Linked DNA regions of Ovis aries: region 2 is linked to region 1. Evidence: chromatin contacts called from public Hi-C data. All regions are on one chromosome and are shown on one strand. The core of a region is the stretch at or near the end of the contact, and the rest is flanking DNA. Distances in the headings are between cores, read along the strand shown.

The links. A called contact is a pair of places that touch in the nucleus more often than the background predicts.
Region 2: a contact with region 1 is called in a Hi-C map of muscle, with 17 times the contacts expected there. The contact joins the promoter of LOC106990495 here to the promoter of VEGFA in region 1. A contact is called at or near these places in 13 of 16 Hi-C or Micro-C datasets (blood, hypothalamus, liver and 6 more).

What each region holds. Positions count from the first base shown.
Region 1 is chr20:17,278,496-17,281,934 of ARS-UI_Ramb_v3.0, forward strand. VEGFA (vascular endothelial growth factor A) reads left to right here and starts at 1,903. Exons shown (of 6, transcript NM_001025110.1): 1 at 1,903-1,968. The coding sequence starts at 1,903. LOC121817412 (a long non-coding RNA gene) reads left to right here. Exons shown (of 2, transcript XR_006057304.2): 2 at 523-1,057.
Region 2 is chr20:17,601,137-17,604,519 of ARS-UI_Ramb_v3.0, forward strand. It overlaps LOC106990495, which reads right to left and starts at 1,777. Exons shown (of 3, transcript XM_060403644.1): 1 at 1-1,777.

The sequences.
Region 1 (3,439 bases), core at 653-3,152:
CCCTGAACACTTCCCAAAGGACCCCAGTCACCCCAGCCTGTTGGCTGCAGCTAACTCTGATGTCAGCCGGCCAGATGAGGCCGGGAGATGAGCACAGAGTCCGGATGGATACATCATGCCCTCTGTGCCCAGCACTGGGCTTTGTGCACGTGGGACCACTCGAGTCCCAGACGTGCCACTGTTTGAGAGGTCAGAAACGGGGGGTGGAGGGGGATGTGTCAGGGGTAATCTCCCTCAACCCTCTTCTTGAGGCCTCTTGAACTTGAGATGGGGTGTGCATCCGATAGTCACTAGGGGGCGCTCAGCCACCACAGGGAAGCTGGGTGAACTTGGGATGCAGCGTCTGCGTGAGTGAGGACGCCTGTGACTATGTGTGTTGGGGGGGGGGCGGGTAGTTGAGAGTGTTTGGCGGGGGGTGGAGAAGGCAGGGGTCACCCCAGGATTCCAACGAATCTGTGTGTCTCTCTTTCCACCCGTCCCTGTCCGACTCCCTCAAACCCCTGCCCCCTCCAATATTCCCAGCATAGAGAAGGGAATAGCTCTGGAGCCCTGACCGCACATAACCTCACTTTCCTGTACCCGCCCCGCAAATACCGCGCGGGCGTGTGTGTCTCCCGGCAGAGGGGGCCGATAGGTAATGTTCAGGCTGTGCGCCTTGGTGGGGATCGAGCACTCCCTTTGCTGGGGTGGGTGGGGGCCCGGGCTTCGGTCGGTGTCCCCAGGGAAGGTAGTAGCCAGAGGCACAGAGGGGACGGACCCAGGAGCTGAGGCTGGGTCTGGCCCCGCCCCGACACGCCCAGGGGGCGGGGCCTGCCTTCTTTTTAGTCTGCTCGTAGCGGTGAGGAGCGCAGAGGCTTGGGGCAGCCGGGCTGCGACGAGGCTGCGGCGTTGGGGGGCGAGTGGAGCCGGCGGCAGCGGCGCTCGGTCGGGAGACGCATCGAAGAGGCGGACGGACCGGCGGGGTCACCGGCCAGGGGTCTCCGCACTGGAATTTGATATTCATTTATCCAGGGTTTACCCTCCTCCTTTTTTTCTGAAACATTTTTTTTTAACCGTATTCTTTTCCGTTTTAATTTATTTTTGCTTCCCATTCCCCACTAAATCGGGCCGACCGTTTGGGGAGATTGCTCTTTTACTCCCCCCCAAAATCACTTCGGATTCTGGAAACGGGCAGAGAAGAAAGAGGGTAGCAAGAGCTCCAAAGAGAAGTGAAGGAAGAGAGAGAGACCGGGTCAGAGAGCGCGCGCTGACGAGCGAGACACGAGAGGGACAGGGGCAAAGTGAGTGACCTGTTTTTTGGGGGTGACCGCCAGAGCGCAGCGTGAGCCCTCCCCCTCGGGATCCCGCGTCGGACCAGCAGCGCTGACGGACAGACAGACAGACACCGCCCCCTGCCCCAGCGCCCACCTCCTCCCCGGCCGGCGGCCGACGGTGGACGCGGCGGCGAGCCGCGGGCAGGAGCCGGAGCCCGCGCCCGGAGGCGGGGTGGAGGGGGTCGGGGCTCGCGACGTTGCCCTGAAACTTTTCGTCCAACTTCTGGGCTGTTCTCGTTCCGGAGGAGCCGTGGTCCGTGCCGGGGCAGCCGAGCCGAGCGGCACCGGGAGAAGTGCTCGCTCGGGCCGGGAGGAGCCGCAGTCGGAGGAGGGGGAGGAGGAAGAAGAGAAGGAAGAGGAGAAGGGGCCGCGGTGGCGACTCGGCTCTCGGAAGCCGGGCTCATGGACGGGTGAGGCGGCTGTGTGCACAGACAGTGCTCCAGCCGCGCGCGCGCCCCAGGCCCTGGCCCGGGCCTCGGCTCCGGGAGGAAGAGGAGCCCGCCTGGGCGCCGAGGAGAGCGGGCCGCCCCGCAGCCCGAGCCGGAGAGGGAGCGCGAGCCGCGCCGGCCCCGGCCGGGCCTCCGAAACCATGAACTTTTTGCTCTCTTGGGTGCATTGGAGCCTTGCCTTGCTGCTCTACCTTCACCATGCCAAGGTAAGGGCTGGGGACGTGCGTGAGAGCGCGCGCGTGGGGGACTCCGTGCCCCACGCGGGTCCTTGGGCACCGGGCTCGCGGCTTCCCCTCTATCTTCGTAGGTGTAGGGGGAGGGGGCGCGCGCTAGGTGGGAGGGCACCGGGATAGAGTCTCACCGCCCACGCGGGCCCTGCCCACCCACCGGAGTCACCGCACGTACGATCTGGGCCGACCAGCGGAGGGCGGGAGCCGGAGGAGGCGGCTGAGGGGGCTGGGCTTGCGCTGCCGCCGGCGGCTGAAGTTTGCTCCCGGCCGCTGGTTCCCGACGAACTGGAAGTCTGGGCAGCTGGGGCGGGAGCTGGAGCCCTGGCGGGCAGGGGTGGGGGTGCTCGGACCTTGGACCCGGGGAGGGCAGAGAGCGTGGAGGGGGCAGGGGGCAGGCGAGAGATGCGGCTTGCTGTCACTGCCGCTTGATCTCTGCGGCCCTCGCCGCGAGTTGGGGAAAAGTTTTGGGGTGGATTGCTGCTTGGGACCCCCTCTCCGCCGGGCCACCTGCGCCGCACCAACCCCCCCGTCCCAGCTCGCGTCCCGCTCGGTGCCCGCCCTCCCCCGCCCGGCCGGGCGCGCGCGGCGCGGAGCCGATTACATCAGCCCGGGCCTGGCCGGCCGCGTGTTCCCGGAGCCGCCGCGGCCCGAGCGGGGAACCCGGGGCGGCGAGCCGCGCCCCTCCCCCCGCCGGCCCTCCGCGGGAAGGTGACCTCTCGAGGTAGCCCCACGCCGAGGACCCGGAGAACCACCCCTGTGCCTTCCCGCTGTCCCCAGCCCTTAAACCCCTCCTAGGAGGCATTTCCTCACGCCCCTTCCCAGTTTCCTCCCCTGCTCGAATAGAAGCCCCCGCCACCCCTTTATTTTTAACTCCCTTTTGCTGAGAAGACCCACATAACCTCTCTTCAGCCCCAGACTCCGAGGAAAGAAAGATCACTGTCAGGAGTCGGGCTACCCGGCCCAGCCCGGGGCTTTGTCGAGACTCTACCGAAAGTCCCGACTCGGTGACAGTCTGCTTCCCTCCCCTCCCCCATACTTCCGAGTGAGCTGTGCTTTAGCTTTTTGGGGGGCGACCGCAGGGAGGGTTTAAAGGGTGTCCTTATTCCACTTTGCACTTTTTGGGAAAATGATTTGAAATTTGCTGTGACATGGGCAGTGTGGGACTAGCCCTCCCCGAACCTTTGGAGGGAGCTCCTGCCAGCCTTGCAAACACACTTTGTTCTGGTGAAATGGGCGTTGGAGTAGGAGCAGGTGGTTTTTGGGAACTCTAAACTTGCCCACCCAGCTTGCTTTCCCAAACCACCTGAGGGGTCCTTTTCTGCTCAGAGCGCCCTTGGAGAGGCAGAAGGAAGGAAACGGGCTGGGGTCCCTGCTGCCACCAGGAGTTCCTCAGACCCTGGCACAAAGGCCTTGGCTCCAGGCCTCCAAGGGAGGGGGGGAGGGGGAG
Region 2 (3,383 bases), core at 527-3,026, 320 kb after region 1:
TAGAGGTGAGGGATAGCTGAGATCATGTCCATCTTAGTACCTGACCTGAGGTGCAGTCAGCTCAGAGTCCAGGAGGGTGCAGGGACAAGGTATTGGATGAACAAAGTTGGCCCCTAGAATTGACAGATGAGGAAACTGAAATAACTCTGAGGTGGGAACTTTGCTCCAAGGAGTATGTGTGCAGATGGTGAGAGCCTCTCATTGCTGCTGTGTCTGCAGCCTGCCCTTGCCCGATACCCAGCCTGCACCCAAACCCACTTCCACCCACCCCAGTGAGCACAGGTTCCCTGCCCCCCCCCCCCCCCCCCACCAACCCGCACCCGGCACGCTGGCAGCAGGCCTCTCTGAGCTCCTCACTGGTTCTTGATTAGCAGAGCAAGGCAGGGTTGGGTGGTCACCCACCACATCCTCTCCCAGCCTGGTGGGAAGACCGTTGCAGGTTTCCTGTCCCCTGACTAACTGGCTAAAGGAGAAAGAATTTAGGCTCCAGACAGGCCTCAAACTTTGTCCAGCTGGGTGACCTTGGGCCCAAGACATAATCAGTATAAGCCTCAGTTGCCCTGTAACATGGGACTAATCATGGTACTTACTATACCAGGTTGCTGTAAATATTGAGTGGCCTCCTGTGTGTATAGGATCTGGTACACAGTAGGTGTTCAGTAAGATTCTTAAGCCTCCCCCCCGCCCTGCCTTCCCCCTCCACCTCTGTCCCCCAACCCTTCCACGCCACCCCCACCCTTATGTGCAACAGGTGCCCTATAAAGAACCTGTTGAACTGTGATTTGCCATCAGCATGGGAAGGAGAATTCTGAAGGTAGACAAATGAATCTTTGCAGAGCACCTTCCTGCAGAAATTAACAGCACCCCCGCCCCCATCAAAAGCATCAGGCACTCTCCAAGTTCACCCACTCTGCAGAGAGGTCCCTGACTCTCCACCCAGCCCCTTTCCCTCTTTCTGCACTGCCTTCACTTCAAGCCTGAGCTGAGGGTGACACCTGGTGGCCATTCCTATATCTGCAGGACACAGTGACCCCCAACAAGAAAGGTGTTGAGGTTTGAGGGTGAGGGAGCCATTCTTTCCAGCACCTCCTCTGTAACTCCCAGCTCCCTCTCAGGGCTCAGGGAACCTCAAGGATATCCACTACCCTACTCTACCTGAGAGTAGCTGGAGCTCTGAGGGTCGCGCCTGCTTGATGGATAAGATGATGGAGGCCTTTGCCCAGACCCTGGCCCCAGGCAGGACAATGGCTACCCTTCCCCCAAGTGCTGCTGGGGCCTTACAGGCATCATCTCCTTCTCTTCTTATCACTGGGGCCTAGTATCACCAGGCACAGCAAGGTTAAGCCACTTGTTCTCAGTCACACAGCTCCTAAGGACCCGAATAATTAAGTGAGTGTGACACCCGGCAAGCCTCGGGCGGATGGAGGACAAGAGGAAGTGGCCCACCCCGAGTTCCAACCCAGTCTTGCCCAACTGGTGAAGTTACCTCGCTCAAGGGCCTTGTGATGGCTCATCAGTCTCCTTGACAGTACCATGGGGCGTCAGGTAGAGTGGTGATTTTCAAACTGGCTGAATATGAGAGTCACCCTAGGAGGATTTTTTAAATACCAACGCTTGCTCCAGTCCTGGCTGATGAAATAAAAATCAGGAGGCGTGGGGCTGAGTATTTTTAAAAATCTTTCTAGATGATTCTACACTTGTGAATGCAGCCCCTGGGATTTCGCATCTCTCAACTTCACTGCCCTCTAAAGGTCATCAGCTCCCTCTTCCCTGAAGGACCAGCCCCTCCTCCCTGAGCATTCTCTGCACATCTTCCCTTCTCCACCCAGACCCCCAGGGCAAGCTGCCTCTCCATCCTTGGGGCCCCAGAGAGAAGACAAGCCACCAGCCCTTCCCAGAGGGGGCCCAGCAGGCTTGAGCCTCCTGAATCTCTGACCCCCAGCCTGGCCTCTGGGGTGGGGGGCAGGGAAGGCCACTGGGAGCTTAACCCCAACAGGATGAAGGCGCCATAATGAGGGTCAGGCGGTTGGCTCAGCCTGCGGAAATCCCCAGCTTAGTAGGGGTGGAGGGGCTTCAGCCTAGGAGGGGCATCAGGGCAGAAGTGAGGGGGCAGGGGAGCCCAGACACATGGAGACCCCAGGGCCCCTCACCCCTAACCACCTCCTGAGAGGGCCTACTAGAAGCTCAGCACAGTTTACCCCCCTTTCAGGGCTGCTGACCCTCAGGGAGGGAGGGAAGGGCTGACCAGCCCCCCAACCACAGCCAGAATCATTCCCCCGAACCCAGCCTTTGGCAGAAGGAGGAGGGCGCTGATGGGAAAACGGAAAAAGGCTACGTGAGCGTTCCCAGGGCAACACCGACTTCTCTCCAGCCTGTAATCCTCAGGCCTTGAGTGAGGGATCACTTTCCTCTGCGGAATGTAACACCGAGGGGACAAAACGGGGCAGAGGGACCTGGGGTGGGCGTGGGGGGCGCCAGAGCCAGGGAGTCGACTCTGCTGGGGGTCATTTCCAGCCCCCAGAAGGCCCTCCAGGAGGTGACAGCACAAAGAGGGGAGGGATCGTCCCACCCCCAACTCAGCCCAGGGCACGCGGTCTAGGGCTGGGCTGCAGCTCCTAGCAGACCCCCACCCAGAGCTCTCACACTGGGGGTCCCTTTGCTGACCACTCATTCATTTGTAGGGGCAATAACAGGTTCTAAGAGGTTAGAACCAGCTAAGGGCAGGACTTAGCGACCGAACAACAACAAAGACCACGTAGCATCAGAACCACACCTAAGAGCCCCAGCCTCCCTAGAGGTGGCCCAGATGGGCCGGCAAGGACTGACAACCTGACGGCTCCAGAGTCCCCACGCCCGCCACAGCCAGCACCCTCCTGCCCTGCAGGGTCATAGGCGGGGCATGGCAAGCAGAGGGGAGGGGCATGCTAGTTACCATAAAGCTGTGATGGCTGGGACCAGGCGTGCTCACACTGAGATTCAACACAGATTCCTCCAGAAAGCCTTCCAGGCTGATCCACAGAGGACCGAAAGTCCCCCTCCCCACACCCAGCCATGACCTCCCAAAGGGTGTTCCACTCCCTAGCCTCACCCCTGGCCCAGCACGTAGGTTCTGCATCAGCCTTGGCTTTGCTCACTGGGAATTCTCCATGACCCAGGAAACCCTGAGGGCAGGATTCTGTAGACAGAGTACTGTGCCCAGCACAGCACTAGGTACTCAGAGGGTCTGGAGTGAGAGGCTCTTGGAAAGATGGGACAAGTTAGCTCAGGTCACAGAATCTGGAAAGAACCAACAATGGGAAGTGACCTCAAAACCCATCTGGTCCAGCCGCTCCCCCACCCACCCACATAACCTCCCATCTGGGGGATGACCTTCTGCCCCAACC